Linked DNA regions of Ovis aries: region 1 is linked to region 2. A link is a contact called in public Hi-C data. All regions are on one chromosome and are shown on one strand. Each heading gives the region's core, a stretch centred on a gene start, on an enhancer-like site or on the middle of the called end of the contact. The rest is flanking DNA. Distances are from core to core; before and after follow the strand shown. Region 1 overlaps CNTFR (ciliary neurotrophic factor receptor). Region 2 holds the start of CNTFR (ciliary neurotrophic factor receptor).

What was found. Hi-C and Micro-C count contacts between places; a contact is called where the count stands out from the background.
Region 1: a Hi-C map of hypothalamus shows a contact between it and region 2, with 3 times the contacts expected there. The contact joins the enhancer-like site here to the promoter of CNTFR in region 2. A contact is called at or near these places in 6 of 16 Hi-C or Micro-C datasets (hypothalamus, liver, omental adipose tissue and 2 more).

The regions. Positions count from the first base shown.
Region 1 is chr2:37,014,089-37,020,878 of ARS-UI_Ramb_v3.0, reverse strand. It overlaps CNTFR (ciliary neurotrophic factor receptor), which reads right to left. Exons shown (of 13, transcript XM_060410884.1): 12 at 1-6,790. Among named protein-coding and RNA genes, the nearest start is that of TRNAG-CCC, 16 kb to the left of the region's middle. Within about 2 kb of position 2,943, at least 19 of the 54 cell types and tissues checked have an H3K27ac peak or open chromatin away from gene starts, as enhancers often do. A contact at or near this core is called in hypothalamus, where this site is marked.
Region 2 is chr2:36,973,585-36,980,903 of ARS-UI_Ramb_v3.0, reverse strand. It overlaps CNTFR (ciliary neurotrophic factor receptor), which reads right to left and starts at 4,829. Exons shown (of 13, transcript XM_060410884.1): 1 at 4,640-4,829.

The sequences.
Region 1 (6,790 bases), core at 1,694-4,193, 42 kb before region 2:
ATGCGATCCTTGGGTTGGGAAGATCCACTGGAGGAAGACACGGTGACCAGAGGAGCCTGGCGGGATGCAGAGAGGAGCCTGGAGGGATGCAGAGAGGAGCCTGGCGGGATGCAGAGAGGAGCCTGGAGGGATGCAGAGAGGAGCATGGCAGGGTGCAGAGAGGAGCCTGGCGGGATGCAGAGAGGAGCCTGGCGGGATGCAGAGAGGAGCATGGCGGGATGCAAAGAGGAGCATGGGGTCGCAAAGCAGACACAACTGAGTGCCTGAGCACGCTCCAGTCCTTTTACCATGAACTTCCCCTTCTCAGCTCTTCCCCTTCTCTTATTTTGGTTCATCTCTTGGCTGGTTGGATTTTGTCCTTGACTAGTTTTTCCAGAAGGACTCCTGAGTTCTGTATCCCTAAATTCATGATTGAGATCAACTCCTTGGTTCATTATGTTTTGGGGGATGACATTTTTTTACCCTCAGAATTTTGTAGATTTTGTTTCATTATCTTCGTTTGATGAATGTTACCTTGGAGAGATCTGAGTTCAGACTGAATTTCCCCTCCACTGACATGACTTGCTTTTTCTGCCTAGATTTCTCAAGTATTCTTATTTTATCCTCTAAGTTTGGTTACTAAATCAGTGTGTCTTAATGTCAATGCTATTCCGTATCAATTCTTCTAGCATATGGTGTGCACTTTCAATCTGAATATTCAGTTCTTGTTTCATTTCAGGGGAAGCCTTCCTGTGTTTCATACCTTAATAACTCTTGCTGTTCCATTTTTGGAACCTCAGCTTTAGGGCTGCTAATTATGCTATGGTAGCTTGTCTTTGTCCTTCACTCTAATTGCTTGAATGTCTTTACATTTACTCTTGGTATTTCAAGTCTTTCCTACACATTACTTTGCTGTCCAGTCATATCCATTCTGTGCTTTGCTGTTTCTGGTTTATTTGTTACATCTGTAATGGTACTGTTTGGGTCCTTTATTATTTTTCCTTGCTTCTGTGATCTCTCTTTCATCTCATTGTTGTTTTATCATCCTGTCTTTGGGTTCCTGTTTTATTGATTTCATACTATTATTACAGCCTTCCCTAACAGGAAGAACTTGCCAGAAGTCTGCCTTTATTCCTTTGGTTGTGTTTTCTTCTAGATTGGGCTGTTTATCTTGTTTTTGCCTTCTGTCCTCCTGTTCCTTTCTTTCCCTGCCTCCTTCCCTTCCTTCCCACCTATGTCACAGCTATGATCCATGTGCCTAGAGGCCATGCTCTTTCCTTTCCTCTTATATCTGCCACATTCACATTCAGCAGACCTCTCCTTGCTCTGGAGTCAAATGCCTGCTCATCTTGTCTGGACCATTTTATCTTCCCCTGGGAGCTATGGTTTAAAAGCTGGCTATTGCTTTCAAGTCCACCCACCCCATCTCTGTGGCCTGAAGGTGGCTTGGGTGGGGCTGCCTGCTGACCTTAATGGGGCCTGAGCGCTGCCTCTCTGAGGCCTTGTTAGAGATCCTGCTGCAGCTAGTGGGTGGTGCACTCCCCATCCTATAGCTTTGGAGCCCCCAGCCTCAGACCAGTACTCTGGAAGATACCAAGCCATAGCACCTCTTCCTGCCTCTCCTGAGGTCTCATGGACGAATACAGCAGGAAGATCCCCTGGAGGAGGGCAGAGAAACCCACTCCAGTATTTTTGCCTGGAAAATCCCATGGACAAAGGAGCCTGACAGGTCCATAGAGTTGCAGACTGACTGAAGCAACCTAGCACGCATGCACATTTACAAAGCATTTCTCTCCCCCCCCCCAGCCGCTCCCCCAGATTTTCCCTGAGGCTACCTACTCACTCAACAGTCCACTTCTCTCAGATTACAGTGTATTAGTGAGAATTCTTGGTGTTCTGTTGACTCGCCTTTTCTCAGTGCTACTTTTGGCCATGGGGTTAGGAGACATACCACTCACGCACTGCTTCAGAATCTTCTGTTCCTTTCCTTGGCTATCGCATTTGAAGGTTTATAAAAAGAACTTCCTTGTTTGGTTGGACTTGAGCTTGTAACAGCATTTTTGTTTTGGTTTGTTTTGGCTTTTGTTCAGTTTGTTAGTGGAGGGTAAGACCAAGTGGAGTGATTCTGCGATGGTGACGTCTCTTTGCTGTCCTAACTCGGAGATTCCCGGCCTTGTTTGGTCCATGCCTCTCCCCTGACGGACCCCGCCCCCCCCCGCCCCCAACTATGGACAAGATCCTACCAGCCCCATCCCCATGACTCTTAGGTCCCAGTGGTGAGACTGGGGTCCACAGAACTAGGCCTCTGCACAGAGTGGGTACCCAGCCCACTGTGAAGAGGGATGAGCAGGGAGTGTTTCACAGAGGCAGCATCAGAAGAGATATTTGGTAGGGAACAGCAGGAACCAAGACATGGAGATAGGAGCACTAGAAACAGTGATGGAGGAACGGGGTGCAGTGGGATGGGTGTGGGGTGTTCAGCTGGAGCAGCACCAGCTGAAGGTAGCAGGAGGGGAGACACTGGAGAGGAGGGCAGGCAGGGCCAAGGCATGCAGACTAGCCTGGGGACTGCCCCTGTGCGTGACCAAAGCACTCAGTGTCTGCACTCTCAAGGATCCTCTGGTGTGCAGGCGCGGGCACAGATGGGGAAGCCTGGGTCCACCTCTCCTCCCCATCTCAGCTCCTCCCAGGGAAACTTCTCTGATGGCCCACCCACAGCCTCCCTGTCCAGGTGCCCCAAGAGACTCCTGCTCCATCCCCTATAGCCACGCACAAGGCCTCAGCTGCAGCCGCACTGGGCACATGCTGCCACATCACAGACGTGCCCCTGCTCACCCAGCCACACCAAAACATGACTGCACAGCTGCACAGCATCACACAGACATGTCTGCGATGTTGCGGGCACCCTTCACACAGCCCCACACTGTCTGGCTCCCTCTGGAGCCTTTGGATCTGATTCTCTTGAGAGCTTGCCCTGCCCCCTGGTGGCCACTCCCCAAGCCATTGCCCTCTGGAAGGACCCAAATCGTCCACTCCCTTCAGGGCCTTTGTCGTTGGTCAGTCGCTCAGTCGCGTCCAACTCTTTGCGACCCCATGGACTGCAGCACGCCAGGCTTTCCTGTCCATCAACATCTCCCAGAGCTTGCTCAAACTCATGTCCATTGAGTCGGTGATACCATCCAACCATCTCTTTCTCTGTCGTCCCTTTCTCCTGCTCAAAGAAGCTTCTAGCCTTGAGCAACCTCTCCCCTCAGACCTCAGGCACTATCAGACCGGGCTCCTTTGGATCGCTTGCTCATAGACAGGCCTCTCCCATCAGACCAGTGCTGTTGGCCAAGACTTTCTCAAATAGAGTGACCAACTATTCTATTTTCCTGGAAATGAGGGGGTATTCAGTGCTAAACCTGGGAAAGTCCCAGGCAAACTAGGGCTAGTTGGTCCTGTTCTCAGACCCTTGTGTCTTCAGAGTAGACCCTCCTCAGACTGGTCCCTTTGGAAATCTCTGGATCGGCCTAGGCCCTCACACTGGCCCTTCCAAACAAGATCTCTTCAGCAGCAAGTGTCCCAGGCCAGCCTCCCTCAGACCAGTCTTGTCTACAGGCCCTCTCAGACCCACTCACCTCCAGATTAGCCTTCCCCATCAGAGTGACTGTCAGCCTCCCTTCCAGCCTCCCTCCTCAGACGAGCTCCATCAGACTTCTCTCCTCAGACCTCCCTCCTCTCTGCCCTCCTCTGAGAAGAGGGGTGAGGATTGAACTCCAGTCCTTCCAGGCTTTAGCCCTACATCCCCAGGTAGGTGCTAGCTCTTGAAGGTTCTGTCTCTACCTGTCCATGTTCAGTAGCTCTGGGCATAGTGAACACATGGATCTCAAGACACAGACACACAGATGCCGGCCCCAGGGCTGGCTTTGGAGCAAGTATCCTATTCTTTACATGTGAAGATAAGCTTTCTCAGAGCCCCAGCCTAGGGAGTTAGTGAGCTTTAGGGAGTTCTCAATGCCAGGGGTTGCATGGAGGTATTCCTGCCTGCAGTCTCCTGACCACCTCCCTCTCCTGGCCGGCGGCTGAGAGGCAGGCATGGGATGCCTGCACTGATCACTGACTGCCCGGGAGGATGAAGGGTGGGCAGGCAGCCGAGAGGGGGCAGCAGAAGCCAGGACAGCCCCTGGCTCAGGCCAGGGAGGCATGGCAGCCAGGGGCTGGGGTCTGGACCAGGACAGGAACACGGAGAGAGAGGCAGAGAGAGGGAATGGATGCCAGAGTCTGGAAGAAGGAAGAGAGACACACAGCTGGGGCTGGAGATATACATACGCAGAGACAGACACACAGGGAGAGACACGGAGACTGAGCAATGGGGACAGACCCACAGGGACAGAGGGAGGGAAGCAGGAAAAGACAAGACTGAGAGAGAGAGAGAAGGGACAGAGGCAAAGACAGGGATGGAGAGAGAGAAAGAGATGGCTAGAAAGACAAAGAGGGCAGCAGACACACGAGACATACAGAGAGAAACACAAGGATAGAGACCAGAACAAAGGTTCAGAGATAGGCATGGGACAGAGACATAGGCATAGAATGGGTTCAGAGAGATGATGGGCAGACAAGGTAGTGCTACAGGAATGGCACAAAGGAAGGTTCCCGTGCCCCTTGAGAGAGCAAGAACTAGTGAGCTAAAAGGCTGGGCTGCTTGCTCTGTGGGGTGGGATCCAAATCTCCCCCAGCAGTGCCCCACCCCCACCTCCACCAGCAGGGTTTTAATTCTCCAGGTTCTGACTGAGCTCCAAAAACTGATGCCAAGGCTGTCCTCAGCTCCCCAGAACCACGACGAGATATAACGGATGCGGAAGAGCCAGCCTAAGGAGGCAGCCACAGACAGCAGCCAAGACCCTCCCCAGGCGAGCAGCCTCTGCAAGATGGGGGATCAGGACTCCCAAAGAGGGATGACCACCACTGGGCCTGGGTCCAGTCTGGTCAGATGTGGGGACACTGTCCCTGAAGCCCCCTAAGGGCTTGGGATGGGGCTGGGGCTCTCCGTTGGGAATGGAGTCAGGGAGACGCCTTGATCCTCCTCTCCATCGGCCTCTGAGGTTCCTGCAAGCCCCCTCCCTTCCTTCTCCTCCCCAGGCCCCACATAATTGCTTTCCCATGTTGCTAATGGAGACCAGATTGATGATGCCCAAGCCTTGGGTGGGCGGTGGGTGGGTCAGGGCTGACCAGGGCTCTCAAGGCAGGAAAGAGCATGCGCCTGAGACCCCCTACTATAGCCCTCCTACCACAGGACAGGGAAGAGGGAGGCTTGGACCAACCTTGAGAAGACAATGTCCTTCTCAAGAGTTGGTGACCCCCCTATGCCCTCCACCCCTGGAATGCAGGTTTCAGGCCCAAGCTTCACCTCACAGATACCAGACAGACACTGGGGATCCAGGACACAGAGATGGGTCCACAGTCGCTTCTCAGGAGGTTCTTCCTGGGAGCCCCTTCCTGTCGATGAGGAGCAGCGTGCTCATACAGCTGGGGCTATCTGGCTTGAAAAACCACAGGTGTTTCTAGCCTGACACCGGCCTCTGCCTTCCACAGCATCTCCAGCCTGGAACGCCCCCTTGTCCTCCAGTGCCCAGGCTAGAGGAGGGCTGGGCCCATTTGTTCTCAGGCCTTCACCTACCCAGAGTCCTGTCCAGGCCTGACTCATCAGTGCTCCTGGAACCATGAATCCATCCTCCCAGGACATCATCCCGGGTGGGCATGGAGACCAGCAATGAAATGCCCATTTCCTGACCCTGGCTTGAGGAGGAGGGCTTAAACCCGGGCTGCATGTGTGCCCCGGGGGTCAGCGGCTCAGTGGTGGTATGGCTTGGTGCATGCTGGGGGGTGGAGGTGGGGGAAGTGTGCGCTGGCCTGCATGTTCACGGCTTTGACTCCACTTCTCTCCTTGCTCCAGCTGCCCAGAGCACGGCCAGGCTTGGCTCTCTGGCTGGGGCTCTGGCCTAACCCTGTGCCCCTACCCCTAGGCCAAAGGTGCCTTCCAACTTGGCCCCAGCCTTGGGCCTTCTCAGCCAAGGAGCTGCAGAGGGGTGGCTCTGACAAGAACGGGACTGGACCTGAGCAGGCCTGGGGCAGCCTGAGGCTCCTCCTCTGAGGAGCAATCAAAGGGAACCTGGAGTCCCAGCCTGGGCACTGGAAGGGTGTGGGTGTGAGCAGGGCATGGGGCTGCACCAAAGACTGAGCACCGTATGAAGCCAAAGCCCGCTCCTCTCCCACTCACACCGAATCCTCGCTGTAACCTAACACCGGGGTAGATCACACAGTCCACACTCCCCGTCCTGAGTCAAGTCCCAGGTCACATGCCAGGTGGCCTCCTCCGGGCAACCTCCCCGCCCGCCCAGGCTCAGGCCCCTCTGCACACAGAGCCCCGAGTTCAGGCTGAACCTTGGCCTGTGTCTCCTGGCTGGCAGGGATGACAAGCCCTCCATTCAGAGGATGGAGCCTGATCTCCTCCCCTTCATGCCCCTCTGCCCTGTGGGTAAAGCCAGGCCTGGGCACTTGTGGATGCAGAAGCTCCGAAGACAGCCCTTAACAGGCCACGGCCCTGCCAGGACTTAGCAGCCTGCAGGGCTGACTAGAACCCACTCCAGTATTCTTGCCTGGGGAATCCCATGGATAGAGGAGCCTGGTGGGTTACAGTCCATGGGGTTGCAGAGAGTTGGACACGACTGAGGAACTAAACAAGCAAGCAAGCAAGGGCTGTCAGGACATTCCCAGGTGAGAGCTGCCTCGCCAGCTGGGACCTTTCATTCCCCACAACTCCGCCCGTGAC
Region 2 (7,319 bases), core at 3,580-6,079:
CATCCTCAAAGGCTCAGACCTGGGGTCCACTGCTTTAGCTAGAGTCTAAGAAAACGAGATTTAGAGAAAGCAAGGGACATGCTCACGACCACATGGGGGAAAAAGCATTTTCCCATCTTCTGAAAAATCCTGAAGCTGGGGAGAGGACAGAAGTGAGCTCTGATCTCTGCCACAGACCTTTTCAAGGAAGAAGCTGCCCATCCTTTGCACTCCTTCCCTGAATACAGGGAAGTCCTTCCTTTAATCTTGCTTGCAAATCACTTAGGGGTGGCTCAAATCAAAAAACAGGGTTAGGCCACAGAGGCTGTTGAGTCTCAAGTCACAAGCCCTGGAGAGTCCCCTCTCCCTGCAGTCTGTCCCACTCAGTGTTCATTCCTCAACATTTCTTGAGCACCTAATCCCTGCCACCAGGGAATTAGGGACATGGCCCTGCCCACCAACACCACTCAGTCTAGTTGCAGAGAAAGATTGTTTACTCAACACTGGCCTCCCACTGCCTACCTTGTCTATACCAGAGGCAGGGTCGGTGGGAGCTGAGGCTTGTGGACCCCCACCCCTAAGTCCCAGATTTCACAGTTAGTCACTCTGCAGCCTTGCTGAGCACTGCAAAGAGGAAGTAGAGGCAGTGTACAGTGGGGCATTCTGACCTCCCTCAGGACTAAGGATGCTTCAGTCCATTCCTGAACCCCAGGAGTCACCACTCTAGTCTATTAATAACTTTGGCCCCTTCGGACTTGTGTTCCAGCCCCAGCTTCGAGGAGCTGGTTCCTCACAGCTGTAGGGTCCAACTCTTCCCCACATCTGCCCAGCTCTTCCTCTCACCTCCTTGGCTCTGGTGACCCCCAACCCAGCATGGCTCTATGTTTTGGGGGCCCTCTTTGCCCTCTGCAGAGGTAAAGAGGGGCGATGACCTCAGTGCCCTCAGCCCACTGGGACCACGGCCTCCCCAGCCCCCCCCCCACAGGAAGCTAGGGTCTGGGATGGGTGTGGTCACCCAGGGCCACTGGAGTTTACACAGCTGAGGTATTCCCCCGACACACCCCCAATCCCTTGGTGGGTCTGGAGGAGGGGTCAGCTCTCTTCTCAGCCTCCTAGTTCTCTGGGACCCCCCTCCCAACCGGGCACACATGGTCCCCCCCACCCACAACCCATCTGCATTTCAAAGAAAATACGCTCCATCTGTTTCCGATTCATTTACACTTCAACTCACCATGGGGGGGCAGAGCAGGGCTCCTTGCCTTCAAGCCCTTCACCCCCATAGGGGGGCTGGAGAGCACGTGTCCTGCTCTGGGACAAGGAGCAGTTACAGCCTAGCCATCTGAGCCTGAGAGCCAGATCCCTACTTCGTGGGGTGCTGGTGCACTGGCCTCCACAAAAAGAAGGGTGTAAAGCCCCGAGCAGTGTCTTCAAGGCAGGTGGAGTCCTAAGACTGATTGCAACCTGACCCAACTGCCACCCCATCCCACCCCCGAAGAACTACTGCTCTTTTGGGAGGCAGACTGGAGAACCCCAGGCAGATGCTGGAGACAGGATGAGGACTCAGGCATTCCAGGAGACACTGGGAGATATAACAAAACGTGGCCCAACCCCGTTCCAGCCAGGGAAAAGGAGAGAGAAGAGGGTGTGTTCCACTAGTCTTCTCCTCCAGCCACCTTCTCACCACAGATCTGGGGCTACCATCTCCCGCAGAATCAGAGATTCGCCATCTTGGAGAGGTCAAAGAAGCCAGATGTCTATCCCCCTCAAGTCAGCCGTCACGCTGCTCCCATCTGAAGGATGACTGGGATGGGGGCGATGTCTTGGGAAACATTAGTCTTATTTCCCCATACCTGACCCTCTCTATCACAGGAGAGGTACCCAAAACTACTGAACAAAACTGTGCATGTACATGGTTCATAGGGAACCCTAAGGGTACATGTCACCCCTGAACCAAAAAGCCACTCAGCCGTCCTGAGAGTGATTGAGAGCCTAGTCTCCTCTGGAAGAACAGGCAGAAAGGTTTAACTGGGTGTTTCCCACCACTCTCCACCAGCCCACGACCCAAGTAATGGACATGACCAAACACATATCTCTTCCACTCCCCACCTCTGGAGAACACAGATCTTGTAATAGTCTCTGTTCCGGTCCCCAGCTGCCCCGAGACATACCATAAACCAGTGAAAGCATGGGTGAGTTGAACTGTGAGTTCTAAGTTCCCCTGGGAGTGTGAACATAATCCTAATGTGGGTTTGAGTGTCCCAGAATGGAAAGCTAACTTAGTGTGATTTTAAGTGTGAATCCCAGGGTTTCCATGTGAATATGAAAGCCTCAGGTTGCAAGTACCAGTCTGAATGTGAGCCGTGGGGTCTGAATCTAAGCCCCAGGATGGAAGCAAGTTTAATGTAACTACCAGGGATGTCAGTCTGAGTGTGAACACCAAGATGGAAGTTTAGGTTTGAGTGTGAATGCTGGTCTCATTGTGCATATGACTATAAGCCCCAGGGCTGAAATGGGAGTCTAACTGTGAGCCCCAGGATTCCCAAACAAGTCAGTACAGGCAAGAGTCCTAGTGTTCATGTGAGCCCCTGGTCTTCGGGGCTTTCTGAGTGTTAGCTAAGGTTCCCCATGTGAGTCTGAGCATGAGCACTGGGGTCCCTTTATAAGTATGGGTCCCTAAGTGATCCCAGGATGGAAGTGAGTATCTTGCGTGTCCTAGTGTGAATCTGAGTGTGAACTCCAAGATGTGAGCATGCATGTATGAAACCCAATGTCCTATGTGAGTCCTTGAGCTCAAATGAACCCCTGGTTCCCCAAGTGAGTCTGGGTGTGAGCCCTAGAATGTGTGAATCTGAGAAAGCTCCATGGTGCCAGTGTGAGTCCCAGTGTGAGCCTTAGGACCTCTGGGAGTTCTGAGCTTGGGGTCTAGGTCTCAGTATTAGCCTATGAGCCTCAGGACAGAAATGTGAATCTAGAGTGTGAGCCTAGAGTCCCAATGTGAGTCTGAGTGTAAACTCCAGGACTGAAATATATCACTGGATATGACCAGAATATAAGTGTGAATCTGAGTGGAAGTCCACCGTCCTGTGGTAATTCTGAGTGTGAGTCCATATGAGTTTAACTGTCCCAGTACGAAGCTGAGTATAAATTCCAGAGCCTCTAGAAGTCTTGCACGTGAACTTTAAACTCCTACTTTTCACATAAGGCTCAGGGTCCCAGTCGGAGTATCAACCGTGATGGAGTGTGAGTGAACCTGAGCTGCATGGCACCAATCCCGACCAGGAGCCCTAAGAACCAGCCCAGAGGATCTGTGTGGATTTTGGCAGTGGAACAGGTATGCAGAATCTATGGAGACACAGTCCCCTCCACCTACCAAGCTCTGGCTAGCCATACAGCCATAGAAACATCTAATTGTTCAAGCTCCATCATCCCCATACATGCATTGGTACACAATCATACCCAGAGTTAGACACACAAAAATGCACTCAGTGTTTCAGACCCCCCAACAAACAGCAATTACAGATGCACAAACACACCCAGCATTTCATACACCCACCACCTCCGTGATTACAGCCACAGGAATACCCCCAGTGACACAGACACAATTACATTAAGTACTACAGGCAAAGCAAATAGCGTTACAGACACACTTCTCCAGCGGCATGCACACACACACCCAGTGTTGCAGACACAACACTGCCAGCCACACAGACACTTCTCAAAAGAGAGAGACTAGACGGAAAGAGAAAGAAAATCCTGAATTTTCAACAAGGCGTGAAATAGTCCTGCCTGCCTGAAGCTACTGACGGGGGGAGGGGGCCAAGGGAGCGGGCGAGCGCGAGATCTAGCGCTGGAAGAGAGGCTTGGGAGAGGAGAGGCTCGGAGCCGAGGAGGAGAGCTGTCCGTCTGGTGACCTCCCCGCAGCCCAGCCCCCACGCACCGGGTGCTACACTACTCCGAGCAGCACAGGGACACCCAGGCTGGCTCCAGCAGAGCCGCACTAGGGGAAGACACACACCGGCAGACTCACAAAGAGGCGGGGATACACCGCAGGCGGACTCACACGGACACACAACACGGGAGCACTTACAAAGAGATTCTGGAGGAGACCCACTAAACGGAGATACATCCAGGCGGACTCACGAGGAAACCACAGGCAGGCTCGCGCCGACACACACACACACACACACAAGCGGATTCTCATGGACACCCATATACTGGCGGACGCGCAACCTTCCGTTCACACCCCTGGGCGCTTTCAAGTCCAGATTTCTGCTGGAGAAGGAAGCCGCCTCTGGGCGCGCGGGGGTCACTACGACCCCCCAGCTCCGGAATTTTCCCAGACCCTGCGCGCGACGTTGAGAGGTCAGGGAGAACCCGGTGCTAGGGCAATCGATCCCTGCCACCTCCCGCCGGCCGACTGTCCGCCCCACCACCACCACGCCCAACCCCCGGCGCGCCCGGACGTGGGGGGCTGCTTCTTCTGCGCCCCCGCCCCCGAGTTTACGGGCAAAGTTTCCCGTGAACTTTCTTGTCCCCCCCACCCCAGTCTCGGGCCCATGCACATCCCCTCCCTCTTCCCGCGCGCACGAGGGCCGCGGATCTGTCGGTCAACCTGAGGGTTTGAGGGTCCGGCCGCGCGCACTCCGCGCGAGGTACTCACCGCGCTCTCGGGCCGCCGGGGCTCCGCACCTAGCTCTTCGACCGCCTCCGGCAGGGAGAGAGGCAGGGAGCGCGGAGCTAGCACCGCCGCCGGATCCCGCCGCCGAGCCCCGCGCTGCGCCGGCTGGAGCCGCCGCCTCCGCTGCCGCCGCCGCCCGCTCTGCACCGGCTCCTCGGCGCTCGGCGGCTTTAACCCCCCCCATCCTCCTCCCTCCCTCGCGCGCTCCCTCCCTCCTTCCTTCGCCCATGTGACCGCGGGCGCCCGCCCGGCCGCGCGCGCCCTCGCTCCCCTCCCCCTCCCTCCTTGTCTCCCCGCGCCTCTGCGGCCGCGCGCCGCGACCCCCTCCCGACCACGGCCCCCGCGCGCCCCCGCCGTGGCACGCTCCCGCTCCTGGCACGCGCGGGCACAGTCATCCTGCGCAGGCCTGTGAGACCCCACTCCCCCTCACTCAGGCTGGCTCCCGCCCTCCCCCCGCGGGCACACTCGCCCGCACTGGCACGCGTGGCCCCCTCGCCTTCACCGTCTCTCGGGAACGCCCTCCAGACGGCTGTAGTCCCCGTGCTTCACGCGCAGCCGGGACCGCGGGTCTCAGAAACGCGCGCACACCCACACCCACACCCACTCGGCCGGATTCCCCAGGGCCGCTGGGAGCGCATCCAATCCCCCAGGGTCGCTCATTCACACTCCCTCGTTCGCTCAGCCTTGGCCAGGTCTCCGCGACGCACACTCCCGCAAGTTCGAGCCCTTAGTGCCTCGCACGGACACCCTGGCACACCCGGGGCCAACTCTCAGGGTCCTCCCGCCAGCATCTCCGTGAGAAGAGCTGGAGCAGGAGCCCCCAGGCCCTACTTTGGGCCGGAGAGGCCAGCCGCCTCCGCCCCTCCCAGATCTCCTACCGCCCCCAGCAACGACGCCCCCTCTCCCAGTCTTAGACACGTACACCCCTCACATCGAAGGAAGGGGGACTGTTTGCTCGCACGACCCGAAGTGGACCAGGCTGAAAACCCAGGCCCTCCCCTCCCATCAAATTTCCGGTGATACACCACAACTACCCCTTTCCCCTCTCCTTCACCATCACCTAACTCATCCCCGGACACACAGCCTGGGATTGACCGCCACTGGGATGCGGGATGTAGGGAGTGCGCCCTTTTTGCCCGGGTCGGCAGTGCCAGAGCGCGAGTGCCAGAGTTGGGCGCTGGAGGTTCACCCCTCGAGCTTCCCTTTCGCAGCCTGGGCCTCTGGCGGGCTGGTGTGCTCACTTCCCGCGCCCCGGGGCCTAGGGGTCTGGCTATTACAGGGAGGCATTCAGGTTAGACAACCGGACTACTTCTGAGGCCACAGGAGAGCGCCACAGAAAGGGTGAATGCCAGGGGGCGGAGAACGAGTGGCCCACCCCCATCCCCACCCCTTGGATTTTTCATCTGACCTTTGACCCATAATCCCAGCTGCCTGGCCCCTCCGGGGAGCTGTGCGAGGTTTGCGGGCGGGGAAGAGGGGGAAGGAAGTATCTCGCTACTTCCTCACACCCTTTCCTAGTAGGCTGCCCAGAGCGCCCGGGCCCTTTTCCCAACAAATGCCTCAGGGACTCCCATTGCAGAGGAAAAAACCTTCCTGCTACTGCTCGGGCTTTTCACTTTTACTTCCGTGGCCGCAGGATCCCATCAGTGCAACCAGCAGGGGTCAGCCGGGGCTGGGGCTCAGAGAGGGCCAGCTGGGGCTTAGGGACACACGGAGAAATAGTGACTTCCAGCCGAAATCAGCTCACGCCCACCCACAGTAGGTGTCTTCTATCTGGCCTCTCTGGATAAGGAGCCTTCAAGTACCCACGTCGCGGGCGGAGACAGGGTGGTGGGCACCGGGAAGGAGTGGAAATGGTGCGACAGAATCTGGGGGTGAGGGAGGCGGCGGTGGGGGGGGGGTGTCAGGAATTGCCTCTCCTTCTGTGCCGAAACTAGGCCTGGGAGAGGTTGGATGCTGAGGCGGGGGGCGCCCCTCCCCTCGAGGCGCAGTCTGGCGTCGAGATCTGAGGGGTTCTTGGTGGGCTGACTTGACCTCCAGACCTTCCCGTGTCCTGGACTCAGCAGCTTTCTGCCAGGTTGAGATCGGAGGGGAGATCCGCCCCTGACCAACGTGCCCTCCCCACCTGGGGGCCCTGGGGTGCCATAGGTCGTGCCCAAGCCCGCGGGTGCTGTTAACCGGGCGGGGTAACCGGGGTCCGGCAGCCAGGTAAATCGCTGTTTCCGAGGATTAGCGAGGACCAGAGGCGCACGTCGAAACGGATTCCACCGTCGGTCTATCTGCAGCTTCTCGCGACGCAGTACCCAGCGGCCGCGCCCGCTTCCCCAGGGCCGCAGCGACACCTGGCGAGCAGTGCGGGAGGCGCGTTCCCGCTCAAGCCGCAGCTCCGGCAAAGAGGCAGCAGCGTCCTCCTAAACGAGCAACGAGGGTGCGGCCCCTGTCTCCCACCTGCCCCTGCCACCTGGTCCAGAAGAGATTCGCCTTGCGTCTCGGCTGGGGCAACAGATTACTCGTGCTTTTCTGCTCCTGCTGGCTCCAGTGCCCTGTCTGCAAACGAGCTTCTGAGCTTTCTAAGCCTCCGTGTTGAACCCTCCTTTACCATATCTCCCTGGCGGCAAAGCCGAGCCTCGTCGGTGGCTCTTCGAATCCCTTGCAGGAGCTG